4 separate regions of the Sus scrofa genome follow, and regions 2, 3 and 4 are each linked to region 1. A link is a contact called in public Hi-C data. All regions are on one chromosome and are shown on one strand. The core of a region is the stretch at or near the end of the contact, and the rest is flanking DNA. Distances in the headings are between cores, read along the strand shown. Region 1 overlaps THADA (thyroid adenoma-associated protein). Region 2 has its middle 180 kb from the start of ZFP36L2. Region 3 overlaps THADA (thyroid adenoma-associated protein). Region 4 overlaps LOC106509841 (a long non-coding RNA gene).

What was found. Hi-C and Micro-C count contacts between places; a contact is called where the count stands out from the background.
Region 2: a contact with region 1 is called in a Hi-C map of liver, with 6 times the contacts expected there. The contact joins two enhancer-like sites. A contact is called at or near these places in 2 of 47 Hi-C or Micro-C datasets (heart right ventricle and liver) and 2 of 2 datasets of contacts at active chromatin or transcription factors (alveolar macrophages and skeletal muscle).
Region 3: a Hi-C map of omental adipose tissue shows a contact between it and region 1, with 2.8 times the contacts expected there. The contact joins two enhancer-like sites. A contact is called at or near these places in 1 of 5 promoter capture datasets (liver), 11 of 47 Hi-C or Micro-C datasets (alveolar macrophages, embryonic fibroblasts, epiblast stem cells and 6 more) and 2 of 2 datasets of contacts at active chromatin or transcription factors (alveolar macrophages and skeletal muscle).
Region 4: a Hi-C map of liver shows a contact between it and region 1, with 2.0 times the contacts expected there. The contact joins two enhancer-like sites. A contact is called at or near these places in 2 of 47 Hi-C or Micro-C datasets (heart right ventricle and liver).

What each region holds. Positions count from the first base shown.
Region 1 is chr3:97,129,144-97,133,285 of Sscrofa11.1, forward strand. All of the region lies in intron 33 of THADA (thyroid adenoma-associated protein), which reads left to right. Among named protein-coding and RNA genes, the nearest start is that of ZFP36L2, 69 kb to the right of the region's middle. Within about 2 kb of position 2,253, at least 31 of the 83 cell types and tissues checked have an H3K27ac peak or open chromatin away from gene starts, as enhancers often do. A contact at or near this core is called in liver, omental adipose tissue and skeletal muscle, where this site is marked.
Region 2 is chr3:97,378,779-97,382,920 of Sscrofa11.1, forward strand. No RefSeq gene overlaps it. Among named protein-coding and RNA genes, the nearest start is that of ZFP36L2, 180 kb to the left of the region's middle. Within about 2 kb of position 2,328, at least 25 of the 83 cell types and tissues checked have an H3K27ac peak or open chromatin away from gene starts, as enhancers often do. A contact at or near this core is called in liver and skeletal muscle, where this site is marked.
Region 3 is chr3:96,974,120-96,978,261 of Sscrofa11.1, forward strand. All of the region lies in intron 28 of THADA (thyroid adenoma-associated protein), which reads left to right. Among named protein-coding and RNA genes, the nearest start is that of THADA, 100 kb to the left of the region's middle. Within about 2 kb of position 1,867, at least 9 of the 83 cell types and tissues checked have an H3K27ac peak or open chromatin away from gene starts, as enhancers often do. A contact at or near this core is called in omental adipose tissue, where this site is marked.
Region 4 is chr3:97,258,074-97,262,215 of Sscrofa11.1, forward strand. All of the region lies in intron 2 of LOC106509841 (a long non-coding RNA gene), which reads left to right. Among named protein-coding and RNA genes, the nearest start is that of ZFP36L2, 60 kb to the left of the region's middle. Within about 2 kb of position 1,663, at least 27 of the 83 cell types and tissues checked have an H3K27ac peak or open chromatin away from gene starts, as enhancers often do. A contact at or near this core is called in liver, where this site is marked.

The DNA of each region.
Region 1 (4,142 bases), core at 1,003-3,502:
TCCAGTTATCCTGCATCCTCATTGAAACTTGGAATTGCCCCTCTTGTTGATTATAGCCATCCTGGTAGATGTGTAGTGGTGTGTTATTATGATTTAAATTTTCATTTCCCTAGTGACCAGTTGTATTGAGTATCTTTTCATGTGCCATGGTTGCAATATACATATCTTTTTTTGGTAAAGTGTCTGTTCAGATTTCTTGCACGTTTTCTTTTTAATTGGATGTTTTTAATTATTGAGTTGTAAAAGTTTTTTGTTCTGGATACAAATATTTTATACAGATAAATAGTCATTAAATATTTTTTACCTATCTGTTGCTTGTCTTTTTTCTTTTCTTTAATTTATTTTTTATTGTTATTTCCCCCAACTCACTTTTTTTTTTTCCACTGTACAGCATGGGGACCCAGTTACACATACATGTACACATAGTTTTTTCTCCCATTGTCGTGCTCCATTGTAAGTATCTAGACGTAGTTTTCAGTGCTACACAGCAGGTCTTTTTTCTTAACAATGTCTTTTGAAGAGCTTATGTTTTTAATTTTGATGAAGTCCGATTTATCAGTTTTTCCTTTGTCTTTTATGCTTTTTTTTTTTTTTTTTTTGCTGCGCCTGAGGCATGTGGAGGTTTCTGGGCCGGGGTCAAACCTGTGCCACAGCAATGACAACGCCAGATCCTTCAACCACTAGGCCACCTGAGAACTCCTGTTTTATGCCTTTTGTGCCCTAGTAAAGAAGTCTTTGCCTATCCCAAGGTCACAAAGACAGTCTCTCAGGTTTTCTTCTGAAGTTTGATTTTTAAAGTTTTACGTTTAGATCTGTGATCCACTTTGGGCTAATGTTCATGTATGTCATGAGATAAGGTTGAAGTTTTTCTTTTTTTTTTTTTTTCTTTGTCTTTTTAGGGCCTCACCCATGGCATATGGAGGTTCCTAGGCTAAGGGTCAGATTGGAGCTGCAGCTGCCAGCCTACGCCACAGCCACAGCAACGCAGGATCTGAGCCACATCTTCGACCTACACTACAGCTCTCAGCAACACCGGATCCTTAACCTACTGAGCAAGGCCAGGGATTAAACTTGTTAAACTTGCGTCCTAAGGGATGCTAGTCAGATTCATTTCCACTGAGCCACAATGGGAACTCCTGAAGTTCTTTTTGTTATTTTTCATATGAATATCCAATCGTTCTGACTCAGCAAGACCTCTGGGCTCTGGGTTCTCCCTGTCTGTGCCGGGAGGGAAGGTGCCCCTGCTTAGTAGTCTGGGGCAACTAGAAGTCTCACCTTATGTGTTGCTTTCTTCTCTCGGGGGCCATGGTCCTGGACTGCCCATGTCTGATGTTTAAAAACAATAATTTCACACGTTTGTCTAGTTTATAGCTGTTAGTTGTTTATGGCAAAGGGCAATTCCTATAGTGGTTAAACTTGCATGGGCTAAAAGAACTATCACCTTCATCACTTTGCTTTGAAACTTCTTGGTTCCTCAGTTGTAAAGTGGGGATGGTACCCTCAGAGCATTGGGGTAAAGGTCACCTGAAAGAAAGAGAAAAAAAAAAAAACTGTGAAAACCCCATGGAAAGTAACATTATAAGAAAGAAAAAATCTAGCATAGGAAGACAAGCAGGTATTAGGAAGTAAAATTGGTACCAAAACGAATGGTCGGTCATCTCATCAGAACTTCTGCTGGTCCCATGGCCAGCTACGCTTACTCCCAGGCTCTCCTCCAGTGCCCATCTGGCAGAATGTACTTGATGGCACACTAAACCGCATGCCAGTGCAACCAGATTCTGTTGGATTTGCCAGCTGTAGATTGTACCTTGTGGCGTCATTCCCACATTGATGTAGGCCAGTGGCACCAGAAACCTCTTCAGTCTTAGAGACTGTTTCTTCCAGAACTATAAACTGTAGCGCTGGCAAGACACTGAGATCAGCAGTCCTAGCCACTCATTACAGGTGCGTCGGCAGAGGTAAGCCCCACTTATTTAAAAGAATCTTCCCAGCCACTGAGACTCTCAAAAAGGTTTCACACCGTATCTCATTGCCGAAGGGCAAAAGGGAAGCCCCAGATCCTTTGTGGGGAAGAGGTTAAATGAAATGGGGGGGTGTCTAAGCTGTGATGATACAGAAGTTGCTGATTTCTCAATCTTGTCCTTGGGAGCAATTCGCTGACAAAGAACCCAAAGCAGTGTATGCTAAGAAGTAATTTTATGTTTGTGTCTTCGGGTTGTCATGTGTTTATCCACAAGTATTTCCTGACTTCCTCCCTGTGTTGGGCAGAGGCAAGGATGGGATGGTGGGTGGAGGCAAGAAGTGAAAACTGCTGGTCCCACCCAGGGCCTGGTGAGCTCATTTTTAGCCTACCCAAATCCCTTCAGAACTCTTCGGACTCCATCTCCCAAGCCACAGGGACTGTTGTTATTTTTGGGTTGACCAAGTAGTCTTCAAATAGTATTTTCAGAAGCTCATCCTCCTTCCTCAAGAGCAGATAAGGCGTTTGGTGCCTAAAAAAGTACTTGGAGAATCTGCTGGGGCAGGGGAAGGAGGGAGTGTTTTCAGAGGGATGTGTGTGTCGGGGCCATGCCCGTACGCAGGGCAGAAGGGGTTCAGAGACCCAGAAAGTAGGCAAGACGTAAACAGCCGGCACCCGTTCAGGGTGCTTCTCAAGACGGAGCGAGTCTCCAAACGCTTCCGCCAGGTCCTTCTCCTTGTCTGTGACTGGAAGGGCCCTTCAGGTCAGGATTACTGTTCACCAGGAGGAGCAGAGGATTAAGTAGAAGAATTGGAATTTCCCTTCGATAAGGAGAAGCCAAGATGTATTAAATCACTCGATTTGTGGTGTTGTTGTTGTTGTAGTTCCTATGGTTTCCTCTCCTCTCCAAACATAATTGTGTTTTTTTTTTATACTGAGAAATTGCATAACAGACCATTAACAGCACAGAGTGTACAAACTATCATCTCTGATTATTTTTAGAACCAGTTTATCAACTGGTCCAGATAAGAACATTTGTTGGGTCTGATTACCAGATCTCTCTGACCAGAGCTCCAGTTCTTTGAAATAGAAAAAGCTGACCGTCTCACTGTGCCTTAAAAGTAAAATCCACTTTGTATTCTCTCACTTTTTTTAAGGAGAGTAAAGGGGTGGGGGTGGGGGGGGCTTCTACAGACGTTTCCTGATCGAGCGGGATCGGAGAATTCCGAGTCATTACCATATGTGAGAGAGAAATTCATTCATTCATTCATTTGTCCGAAACTTCTACAGACGTTTCCTGATCTAGCGGGATCAGAGAATTCTGAGTCATTACCATATGCGAGAGAGAAATTCATTCATTTGTTCACTCAATCATTCAAGGAGACAGCACAGGAAAGGTAGAATCAAGAACCTGCCTCTGAGGCTCAATGGCAAGCGACCACCAGAGTGGCACGGTCCATACCCTGGCCATTTATACAGCGTCCCCAGTGTGGCAGTGAAACTGTTTTTTTCTGTTTGATTGGCCTCTTTCTAAGTAGAACAATTTTGCTGTGATTACTGGGGTTTTAGCTTCTCCCATAACGGTCTCTGCGGGGGCCAAGAAAACAGTGTCCCTCGGGGCCTGTACACCAACTCCCTCTGGCCCCATTAATTTTGGCCAGTTCAGCACAAAGCAATGAGGCTATCTTGGTTTGTGACATAACCAGCGAAGGCCAGGAACTGTATACTATTCAGGAGCCTCTTGGTTGAGCCCTAGATGAAGGGGTTGACATGATGAGGAGCCCTGATATACAAAAACAAACACCGTTCAGCACTAGAATTAGACACGTTCAGCACGGCAAGCTGTTTACACTCCAAGAAGCGCGGATGATCTCAGGTGGTCTGAGAAGTGTGGTCCCTGCATCAGCACATCAGCATCGCCCCAGAATTGGCTAGAGATGAGGTTGGGGGGCCCTGCCCTAGACATCCTGAGCCAGGAGCTCTGGAGGTGAGCGCACCAGCCTTTGAGAACCACTGGTCTGAGGTAACCACACAGCCACCCTCTGGGGATATGCTCAGTGCTTGGAATGTCAGATGAAACTGCCCTCGCTCTTTTAATTGTTATTTTTCAATCCCTTTCTCTCTGTTTGCTGAGTAAAGTTAAATTCACCTAAATGCTCTTGTGGTGAAACTCCACTGTATC
Region 2 (4,142 bases), core at 1,078-3,577, 250 kb after region 1:
CACAATGGGAACTTGGCATATGTCATCTTATTTAATCATCAAAACAAAGGTCTGTCCAGCGCGGGTCCCCGTTTTGCTGATGAGGATGTGGGAGCTCAAAGAGGTCACATAGCTCAGAAGAGGCCAAGCTGGATCTCGGATCCAGATGTTTCTCAAAGAGGTCACACAGCTCAGAAGAGGCCGAGCTGGAACTCAGACCCATCTTTCTCTTAGCATCTCTGCCATAAAGGGATAATATGAAACCTAGGCTCCACTTTGAGAGTTAGGACAGCATGTGACCAAATGGTGACATCAATGCCATGTGCCTCCGAAACACTTGTCTCTGGCGGGTTCAGTTCCCCCATAAGCACCCCCGCATGTTGGTTCACCAAGCACTCACGGACACTGAGGTGGTCAGGACACAGCCCCCATCAAGATGGGATGGGTCATGGGAAGGACAGAGGGCTAAAACCAGGAGAAGGGTTTTCTGGTCCCAGCACCACTATCCGGAAAGGAGATGGACTGGGGGATCTGTAAGGGCCCATCGGCTCAAAAAAAGCAGGCTCAGCAAAGCCCAGTGCCATTTCACCAGACACTGTCCCCCTCCACTCTAGGCCCCTCCAAGGCCAAGGCTTTCTCTTGACTGCAGCATAAAATCAGTTTCTGGCTTGGACACGAGGAGCCTCTCTGTGGGGCGCTAGGAGAATCAAGGAGGAGATTCAACCTCCCCAGACTTCAGGGAAGGCTTCCTGGAAGAGGTGGCACCTGAGCCAGAGCTATCCAGGAGAGGCAAGTGGAAAGATGTCGAGCAGTGGGAAGAGCACGAGCCGAAGCGTGGCTGCCTCCCCTCACATGGCGTGTGCGGGTGGCTCAGTGTTTTAGTGTGTTTGAGGGTGGAAAATGCAGCACCACCAGCCCCAGGAAGCCCTCCTGGCACCTCGGGCAGCCCCATTTGGCTTCCACACTTGGGAACTCTCACTGCTTGGGAGGGGCTGTGGGCAGTGCTTCTCACAGGCTGGGGGACCGAGCCCTTCCAGCTCTTATCCTGTGCCTGACAAAGGACCAGGCACTGGGTCAGACAAAAAGGAAGGGAGGGAAAGGAAGAAAGAAAAGGAAGAAGGAAGGTCTGGCTCAAAGAGGCTCTTTACTCGGGAGGCCACCAAGGACACCAGTCTGTACTATTGGGTCCCATGGGACTACCCAGGCTGGGTCAGCCTCATCCCTCTCTCCCTGGCGAGGGACTTTCAATGTCACGCTGTGACCGGGTGGCCTGAGCTCTGGGAGGTCAGGCTGGTAAGGACCACTGCCAGGAAGGGTACCCGCATCCCTGCCCCTCCATTTGGACGTCTTGGATACCCACCCAACATCCTTGAATCGGGATCAGGATCCTTGGCCCCCGCATGACAGCTGGGCAGTCGAGAGCCCTGCCTTGGAGAAAAGTATAATTCAGATCCTAAACTAAGTTGGGGCTGGGATGAATTCTTCACTTGTTGAGAATGAAACTGAGGGGCAAAAGCCCCAGCCTGGGATGTCAGACTCCTGGGCTGGAGGAAGAGGACAAAAAGAGACAATACGAGCCCCAGAGATTCAGCAAAGAGGAGAGTGGGGAGGGGCCGGGCCCATTTCCCCCAAGGTCCCAGAGACCTAGGATGTTAGTATCAGAACGGGAAGAGGCCTGGGGAGACAGACCCTCTGATGCTCTGGGTAAGGACCCGAGAGGATGCTTGCTATAGAAGGGAGGGGCCATAAGCCAAGGAATAGAGGTAGCCTCTAGATGTGAAAAAAGATAAGGAAATGGATTTTCCCCTGGAGATGCTTTGACGTTAGCCCAGCGAGGCTGATTTTGGACTTCCGACTTCCAGAATTGTAAGAGAATATATTTGTGTTGTTGAAGTCACTCAGCTTGTGGTGATTTGTTACAGCAGTAACAGGAAATTCATCCACTTGCCTAGAGATTGAGAACGAGCAAGTGGTCCAAGCTTCCCTGGCCCTGCAGACCCAGCTCTATGGAATCCCCATCCCGCACTGGTTGGGGCTGGGCTAGCAGTGCAGCGAGGCCCTGAAGGGGCTCAGACCACACAGTGAGTTCTGGGCCTTTGGAAGGTGTGTGCGTGTGTGTGTGTGTGTGTGTGTGTGTGTGTGTGTTAGAGCAAAGGGAAGAGCACAGCTTCTTCATGCATTGGAAATTTCTGGGCGGACGATCCACCAAAGGCATGTCAACGTTTTCCTCTCCAGGAAAAAATAACTCAATCCCTATCAAAAAAAGTCACAGTCTCACATGCGCTTACATGAACGGACGTGTGGGTCCTTGGGAGAAGCGAAACAGCCCCTCCCCTGCTCCAGGCGTCTTTAATTTTCACGGGGCAGGGAGCACAGATGAGGGAGGCTGGGGGAGCCATCAGCCAGAGGGCTGTGGACACATTGTGACATCTGGATTTCCCCAAAGCTCACGGGTCCTGTGGAGGGAGCGCTCCCCCCTCCCCTCCACCGCCCCGCAGCGCTTCCCACTTCCACAAAATCTCTGGGAAGATTTGACACATTTTTTTTTTAGCAGCAGAGAGCAATTGGAATTTCCAGCTTAATTCCAGATGTGGTGCTGACTCTGCTGGGGAGTTTGGCTTGATACAGCATCCGGGAGGCCCGTTGTTCCATTGGATCCCCGCCCCCCATCCCCAAACCCTGGCACTGGCCTGCACGCTTGTGTGTGTCCCCTCTCCTCTGCTCTGGGTCTTGCGGCTGGGCTTTCCTGCGGGGAGCTGCAGAGCGCCCATGCGTGTGGTTTTCACACGTGTGGAGAGGGCTGGGTGGCGGATGGGCAGCCTGGAGCCCAGGTGCCTCTGGGGCAGGGAGTAGGGGCTGTGACAGAACAGGAACCGAGTCACGCGGGGTGTTCTGGGAGCATGGACAGGGCCGGAGGCTGGATCTGGAGCAGGCTGGGAGGGGGTGAGGGGGGAACCGAAGGGTCAGTGTGGGCTGAGGTCATAGCTGGTGCCTGGCCAGGGGCTGCCGGGAAGGCAGGCAGAAAGGAAAGGCCCTTTAGGCAGCCAGCGCACCCTGGTTCCTGGGGCTCAATCCGCCAGACGAGACGTCAGGACCAGATGGCTCCTCGGCAGGAGTGAGGGTCCCACTGGTGCCTCAGTGAAACCGCAGGAGGATCAAGAATATCCAAAGGGGGAGTTCCCGTTGTGGCACAGAGGGTTAAGAGCCCAAATAGTATCCATGAGGACACAGGTTCCATCCCTGCGCCTTGCTCAGCAGGTTAAGGATCCTGCATGGCCACAAGCTGCGGTGTATGCCACAGAGGCAGCTCGGATCCCACGTTTCTATGGTTATGGTGTAGGCCAGCAGCTATAGCTCTGATTCAACCAGTAACCTGGGCACGTCCATATGCCCCAGGGGCTGTCCTAAAAAAGAAGAGAAAAAAAAAGGAATGTCAAAAGGAACTGATATATGTATATGTGTAATTAATTTACTTTGTCGTACACCTGAAATTAACACAATTTTGTAAGTCAGCCATATTCCAATAAAAAATTTAAAAAGACTGTTACCCACTTTGGCCAGCTTGTCTGTGATTTCTCTAGGTAGTAGACAAAACAGTGGCCCCAAAAGAGGCCCACATATCTACTCCCCAGAACCTGTGAACAAATGTTAACCTCACAGCCAAAAGGACTTGGCAGATGTGATCATGTCAAGGAGCTTGAGATGAGGAGACTGTCCTGGATTATCTGGGAGGGTCCAGGGTAATCACCAGGGTCCTTCCCAGAGGGAGGCAAGAGGCCAAAGCAATAGAAAGGCGATGTGACAGCACGAAGGAGGAAGGGGCCCCAAGCCAAGGGATGCAGGCAGCTTCTAGAATCTGGAAAAGGCAAGGAGACCCATTTCCCCTAGAGCCTCCAAAAGGCACACAGCACTGCCAATCCCTTGACTTTAGCTTGGTGAGGCTGATTTTGGACTTGTGGTCCCCAGGACTGTAAAATAAATGCGGATTATTTTAAACCACTAAGTTCGTGGTGAGCTGTCACAGGAGCGACAGGAAACCAATACAGCCTCCCATCCTGAGGTGGGCGCCATCCTCGACCGCACTCCCTTCGACAAGTGCCTTTTCCACACGACACAGGGTGAGGGGAGTACCCCATTTGTTCTCCCCAATGGCCCTGGCTGAA
Region 3 (4,142 bases), core at 617-3,116, 160 kb before region 1:
TAATCTGAAGGTTGGTATATCTCATTACATAGACAATGCTTTTATTCTCTGTTTAATCCTTAAAGGGTATATTTCTTGGCAGCATCCACTGGATTTGCTTTGCGAAACTTTGAGTGTCTTACACTTGCCATTATTTGTTATGGTTCTTTTAGCTGTAGTTTATTTAATTATGCCACTTTTGGTCAAAATGTTTATATACCTGTCCCCTACAATATTAACTCCCTGAGGGTGGAGCCTTTTCCTTCTAGTCTGTGTATATATGGTGGGCACTGTAAGAATGCTAGTGATAATGATGCCTTGTTGACTGGTTCCTCAACCACTGAATAACTAAACTCAGCTGATGACACCGCCTAGGTCAGTGGAGTCTACGTTCACAGCCACAGATGGTTCTGCACACAGTCTTGCAAATATGTGCTCTTGATCAGAAGGGAACTAGACATAAAAAGAACATCTGCCTTTCCCATCTAGTGGGGGAGAAAAAGGTCTATCTTGGAGTAAACAGACTTGGTTTCTAAGCATTTTGCTGCCCCTGGAGATGACCTTAATAGACTCCCTTATCCGCTCTGCTCTTCAATTTCTCCATCTATAGAACAGGAATAATAAGATCTGTTCTGTACTAAGAGGGCTATAGGGAGGATAAAACAAAGTTTTAACAGTTCATTTTCCTGAAAAATATTGGAAGTCCTGTGCCATTAGAGATACATAGTTTGCTTTTTCTGTTACCACTTCTAGTATTTTACCCATCCCATTGTCTTACAGTTACACTGTGCTTTTGGAGTACTGGGTCAGTATCTTATCCTTTCTTTTTTACACCTGGTGCCTAGCATAGTGTCTGGCATGTAATGGGCAAACAGAATACTTGCTTAATGAAGAAGCAAATTTTGTTACTAGAGGAGGAGAGATAAGAACTCTGGTTTCTGTTTTGTTGCCATATAGCCACAATAACCAGCTGAGACAAGTTAACCTCTCTGGCTTTGGCTTTCTCCTCTAAGAGACTTGGACTATCCTTGAGGTCTTATATTTCTATAAAATACTAAGCGAAGGCTTTCTGTAATTGTTACTAGAATTGTGAGTTTGGTAAACTGCTATTTTCCCAGTGCCTAGAACAGTGCCTGCTTGGTAGTAGAGACAAGAAGTTCCCTTTTCACATATAAAGAAAGGAGCAGGGGTTCTGCACCCCTACTTAAAAGTGCGTACGGTACACTCATAGTGATTGAACTCTAGAGTGCATTAGTCTTGTTCCAGATGTGTCTTTGGGATTATGAAGAATGAGAAAACATACATTTCACTTGTTTGTTTTCAATAATGTTATTACATTGTCTTTTCCTAAAGCTCCTCTCCTTTTTTTTTTTTTTTTTTTCCCCTGACTGGCTTGGTATGACAGAATGAATAATGGATCCTTTGTAGGGTCAGAAGCTGCATAGCTCTGTGATCTGAGGAGTGTGCTGGGCTTCCCTAGATAGCCTTCCTCTGCAGTGGGAGTGGGCGCACCTTGCGCACCTTGCTAGTTCCTCTTTCCTTTCAGATGGGAGCTAAACCAATGTGATCTTTCACTCTAGATCTTTCCCATCAGCCCCAGTCTAGTCCAGCCCCTGCTTATAGACAGATTTTGTTCTAGTCCCAGGTAAGCGACAGGTAACAGTATATAGATAGTCTGAAAAGCTTTATTGTAGACTTTGTTAAAGCTTTGTGCAGGTGCTCAATGTACAGAGTGTTCTTTTGCTCTTGCTTGCTCTTCATTTTAAATCAGTCAGTCAACCGGTAAGAATTTGTAAGCATTTGCCTTGAACTCATTATTGACACAGTAGAGGAGTACATGAAAAATATAAAACTTGGACCTTGCTCAAGGAGCTTACCTTTTAGCTGAGGAAGCAAGAATCATTATTTGTGAAGCAGGTAGAAATAGAAGACAATATATACTATTCAGCTGCACAATATGGTATGAGTAATGGATGCAGAAGAAATTCATCAGTGGGAGAGTTGAGTGGAGTGCTTGAAGGGAACGGTATTTCTTATAAAGCTTTGGGGATGAGTAGATTTGGGGTACATGGAAACAGGTAGGTTAAAAAAGAGGAACAAAAGAATAATAATCTAGTTTTCATTGACAGACTAGTACAATCTCTATTCTGTCTTGTTAGCCAGAGCTCATATTCAAATTAATAGTTTAGGATGGTTTAGTACAATTTAAGAGGAAAATGTTTATAAAAGCATCACTGGGTCCAAATAAAATTATTTCTAATGACTGTGTTAGGAGATGTTAAATTGTATTTGTTTTGTTTTCCTGGGTATAAATAACAGAGAATTGTTTTAATTATTTCTCTTAACATCTTAGTGCTGTGGTTCTGGAAGGATCCTCCAAGGGACATCTAGTCTAGTCCAGCCCCTGCTTATAGACAGATTTTGAAGCAATTTCCAGACAGACTGGCTTCTCTCCTGTTTTTCATGTTTTCTAGGAAAAGAGATTCCACAAGTTTTTGTGGTTACCCACTCCATTGTTTAGGAAAGAATTGGATTCTTGAAGCTAAAATTGAGAGCTGTAGGGCAACGAGGTTTTTATGTTAGAGAATGTAATTATTAGAATTCAGAATAGCTTATTTGCTTTGAACTACATAGTAGTTTGTAGCAGTTGCCTATTTGGCCAGACTGAAGATCAGAATTTTCTTTTGACTGTGGCCAGGATAATCTTAACATCCTCAGCCCCGAAGTATTCTCGTTTCCTCCATTTAACAAGAATTTATATTGCATTTTCACTCTTTGCCAGGCCTTCTGCTGGGCACTGAGATCCAAGGATGAAATAGACATACTCCTGGCCCCAGGGAAACCAATGGTCTGATGAAGAATATATCAGTTATCTACTGCACTGAAGTTTCTGTTCCACACATGTAAAAGGGAGACGTTGTGGAAGGGGGAAGCATATCCTTAGTGTCTGTTTGCGTGCTTGGTACGTGCCAAACCCTTCATGGGTGTCAAATTTAGGCTTCATCACAGCCCTGCAGCATGAGTAGAGCCATCCTAATTTTATAGAGGAGTAAATCAAGGTTGGTGAGATCACGTGGTCCGCCCGATGTCGTACAGCCAGAAAGAGGCAGAACTAGAACCCAAATCCAGCTGCATCTGTAGAGCACATGCGGATTTGCTCACCCAATACACACAGCTCCTGATGAGCGGTGAGTCACTGTTTTGAGTCTGGCTTTAGATTTTACATTGTGAGACTGTGGGAAATGAGGCACTTGACCCAATGTCTCATTGTGGACTGGGACTCAAACAACTCCCATGTGGCAGGTTGATTTTAAGACCCTTTAATTATCCCAGTAGGAGATTATTGTGGCAAGTAAGACATTTATCTCTGTAAAACTTGTATTTCATGGTAGTTTGATGCTCGAGGGAGAGGATATTGGGGTTTTGTGATCATCTTTGTCTATGGTATGCTGTCTTTCAGCCTGAACCTAAAGTTTTTCCAAACCACTGCTTATATTTTTCATTCATATATTTAATAAACATTATAGTAATAACCACTATTATATTATATTTCATTTATTACAGTTTAGTGTATTTTATAGTTTTTATATTTGAGTGCACCTAAGAAGCCATCTAGTTCCATTCTCATTCAGCAGATGTGAAAATTGAGGTGCTCAAGGTCACATAGCTAGTGCTGGAAATAAAGTTAATGGGTACTTTTAACTCACAGCAAGCCTAGCTAGAACATTTAACAAATTTAGCTGATTTTAACAACAATAACCCTAGTTTTGATTCAAATAATTTGAAATTAAGCTAAGAGCCCCAGTGTTTTGATATGGTCTAGAGGTACCATTCATACATTTTCCACAGTTGTTTCTAGAACATTCAATCTGGTTCTTTAGGCAAAGTTGGTAAGTGCGTGTTTTTTGAGACTGAGAAATGAGTACAGGTCTTATGTAACCCTTGTGGAGAAGTTCTTAAAATCAGAATGAAGTCTATTCTGACACTTTGGCCTACTGGAGAGTTTCATGTTTCAAGTTTTTTGTTCATTCTTAGGTTCATGGATCACAGGTAGGAAAAACCACAAATAAAAATTTTCACCAAAAAGAAGCTCTTAAAAAGAAATATGTTGATGAACTTGAAGTGGGAATTAGTCATTGTGTTCTTAAATATTGACTCTTGCA
Region 4 (4,142 bases), core at 413-2,912, 130 kb after region 1:
GAGTTCCCGTTGTTGTGCAGCAGAAATGAAACCAACTAGGAACCATGAGGTGGTAGGTTCGATCCCTGGCCTCGCTCAGTGGGTTAAGGATCCGGCGTTGCTGTGAGCTGTGGTGTGGGTCACAGATGAGGCTTAGATCCTTCGTTGCTGTGGCTGTGGCATAGGCTGGCAGCTACAACTCTGATTCGATCCCTAGCTTGGGAACCTCCATGTGCCGTGGCTGCGGCCCTAAAAAGCAAAACAAACAAACAACCCCCCCCAAAGACTCCACAGGGCATCTCTCGGACAGGTCCGGCTGCTATCTTGAGGAAAGAGGGCTGTTATTCACAGCGGTTATAAATGCTTCGTGGAATCAGAGTGAAGTTGCTTTGAGCTTGAGCCAGAATGCTCCAATCAACCTTTGGCTCTGATAAAGATAAGAGGACCCAAGGTGATAACACACAAACCAGAAACTGTCAACAGGTGCTAATTAGGGCACTGGGTGCTGAGCCGCACCCACTACACCTGACGGAGGGGAGCGGACTCAGGTGGGGAGCCAGGGCCTGATCTGGGTGGGGGAAGATAAAGGCTCACTGCTGTACTTTCGTCTTAATGGCCTTTTTGTCACCTCCTCCATCCAAGGACTTCCCCACGCCCCTCCCCACCCCCATTCCTGCCTACCTGGCATTACATAACGTAAGACGAAAGAACAAAATACATTTGAACGTTGTGTAATAAAACATGATGGGCGTGATGTAACGCGGCGGACAGCGTCCCGAATTGGGAGCCAAGAGTCCCGGACTGTCGTCTTGCTCTGCACGACCTTGAGCCCGTCGTTACGCTGCGAACTCCAGCCACCCCACCCCCCCAACTGCCACAAAATGGGGGGTGTTGATGGGGCAGTTGTAGAGTAATCCCCCCTTGGGGTCCCTGCCAGGTCTAAAGTTCAGGCTTCTCTGCCGCAAAACCCTGCAGTCTGTGAAGCGCACGAAACATGTCGCTGGTGCCATCCCGCCACGCTGGGGTGTGTGTGACACTTGACAGAGGCACAAGTCTATCTGCGGGAGGGGGAGCCGACAGAGGGCTCGGAGGTGAGGACAGGTCTCAGAGCTCCTGGAATCCCTCTCTCTGTCTGAGCCAGAGGTCACCGAGCCTGCTGCCTGCTCTTGGGGCACTCAGGCTATTTTTAACTCGGTGCCCCTTAAATAAACATGGCATCGGGCTGATGGCTGAGTCCCCTCCCCCCCAAGTGGACGCACAAACTGAAGTGGCCACCGAGAAGTGACCCAGGGTGCTGAGCCAGGGCTCCCTGTCTTCAGGTGCACGCTGGGCCCACTCAAGCCAGAGGAGCTCCTGGGGGGACCAGCACCACCCCTGTCGCATGTTCAGCCCGGCACAGATTCTACCTCCCATCAGCAAGGCCCATCCTGAGAGCAGGGCAGGGGCTTGCCACTCTCTTCCTGGGAAAAGAGCTGGACAGGGAGAAATGCAGGGATGGGGTGCAGGGGGGAGACGTGGCCGGAAAGTGGGACGAGGGCCCAGACCGGCCTTCCTCTGGTCAGCTTCCCCAGGCAGCAAAGGGTTACCTGCACGGCCAGCTTGCCGGGCTCAGAGCTGGGCAGTGACTCAGACCTGGGCCCGCCCACCTGCTCTCACGGGGCCAGTGACACAGGAGAAGGGCACACATCAGTGCTCCGGGGCTGAAGTAACAAGCTCAACAGAACTCACTCCAGGGGGCAGGGGCTCTAGGCTAGAGGTCTGCTCGTCCTGTCCCCGGGGGAGGGGGGCACTGGCCAGGGCGAGGGCAGGGGCGCTCAGGAACGGGGGAGTCCCAGGAAGGTGGTACCCAAGTGAATGTTGAAATATGGATAGAAACGCATCCCTCTGTCCCTCTGTATGTAGCCTTGCTCAGCTGCAGTTTCCTCACCTGAACAAGGCTGGCTAGTAGTGCTCAGATGCTGAGAGCTGACTCAGGGAGGTGGGAGGGAGGGTGTTTTTCAGGCAGAGCCAATGGGGTATACATGGGGGTAAAGACAGAAGAAAATGAAACACCCCAAACCTAAGCCCTCAGACTGATCCTGGAAAGCGGCGTGGAGCCCAGCTTGTGCCTCTGTGTGCTGGGACGGGAACTGGCTTCGGGAAGATGCGGGGCTGGCCACGCAGCCACTGCCAAGTCCAGCCAGGGAGGGGGCCCATTAGGGCAGAACCAGGAGCAGAAATCCCCAGGGCTTGACCATGGCTTCCCAAGATTGAGTCAGGGGTCAAGGTTTTGCATATGGAGGTTCCCAGGCTAGGGTTCGAATTGGAGCTGTAGCTGCCAGCCTACACCACAGCCACAGCAATGCAAGATCTGAGCCACGTCTGCAACCTACACCACCGCTCACAGCAACACCGGATCCTTAACCCACTGAGTGAGGCCAGGGATTCAACCCGCTTCCTCGTGGATCCTAGTCGGATTCGTTTACCACTGAGCCACAACGGGAACTCTTTGGCTACTTTTATTGTGAGGCTAGTGTAGTGGGGGGAGGCTTTGAAGTGCTGCAGAGGAGGAGTCTAGGGGTATGTGTTTGTGTGCAAGAGAGAGAGGACTGTAGTGCTGAGGCATATTCGAAGGATCGAGTCCCCTCAGCAGCCAGTATCTGTGCCTGTTCTAGGGAGGGAGCCAGAGGCACAGACCCCTTTCCCAGGCCTCTGGTCCTGCTCTCTGGTACCAGGAGGTGTTGGGGCCTCTGCAGGAGAGGCCAGGAGGCCACACCCCACAAGACTGTTCTGGTTCAGCCTGGCACCTGCACTATTTCATCTCTAGTAAGAGTGTGGCTGAATGTGAATGGGGGTGCGTGTGTGTGTGTGTGTGTGTGTGTACGCACATGTGGCATTTCGAGATCAAAGAATGCTTAGAAGTTCCTGCTAAAAGGTCAGGCCAGTGAGGAGTGAGGGCCTGGCCCGTCTCCTCAGGCCCTGGCATAGGACACAGCCTTCCCACCCAAATCTGCTGGGCCTCAGGGGCATCAGAAGCTGACGGGCCTCTGACTCAGGCGGAGCCAGAAGGAGGGGCTGGAAGTGCCAGGCTGAGGAGGGGCAGGTTAGTCATCCGCTGAGCGCAGGCAGGACATTGAGCTTCGGGCGAGAGGCTTTCCTGCCACCGAAACAACAGCCAGGGCTGGGGCCAGGGGTCACCACGCAGGATAGGACGAGCTCTTGGGGTCCCTGAGCAGGAGGACGAGGTCCTGGTGCCTGAGCCCAGGTCCAGGAAGGTCTTTGGGGATTTGCTGCAGCGCTGTGTTGCTGGCAGCTCACGGGCAGGCTGCTCGTCTGTCCGTGCAGAGCGGCGAGCCTCCAGGGGCAGGTCCACAGCACCCAGCACAGGGCTGGGCCCCGCAGGAACACACTCCCTGGTCATGGGGTGGGACTGAGCAGAGCTGAGACAAGAGTGCTGGAGACCCGAACTCCTCTGAGGCCAAGAGGACACACCAGGATGGGGAAGGAGCTGCGAGTGTCCCATCTGCCAAGGCCTCTGCCATGGAGAAGAGGAACGGCCCCGATACCCCAGGGATGCTCCAAGCTTCCTGGCCCCAAGACAGGGACTGTGGGTAGGACCCTCCTCAGCTTATGCCAATTCTGGCTGCACAGGCCCCGTGGAAAATCTCCCCTGAAAGAAGCTGTCTTGGAGCTTTCCAGGAATGCTGGCCCCAGGGGCGGAACTAGGGTGGCAGCCGAGGGGAGAGGCATAGGGTGGTATGTTCCAGAATAGACTTGGATCCAAATACGAGAGCACTGTGTTCCCACAGGCCTGATGCCTGGCTGTGGAGGAACCAGGAGGTCACCGATGTGCCTGGCAGCACCAGGATGAGGCAGACTGTGTGTGTGTGTGTGTGTGTGTGTGTGTGTGTGTGTGTGTGCCAGAGAGAGAGAGAGGCAGGGCTGGGAATGACCTGTAATGTCACATGTCCATGCCTCTGGTGCCAAAGGCAACCAGGACCAAGTAATCTCATGTTTACTTTAAAAAAAAAAAAAACTATAAAAAGAGACATAGTATGGTATAGTGGTTAAAAGTGTGGAACCAGTCTGGGTTTGAATCCGGATTCCTCAAGCCACTCCTGGCTGCTGTGATTTTAGTATATTGGTTCCTCTATCTCTGTGCCTTGGTTTCCACCCCTGTGAAG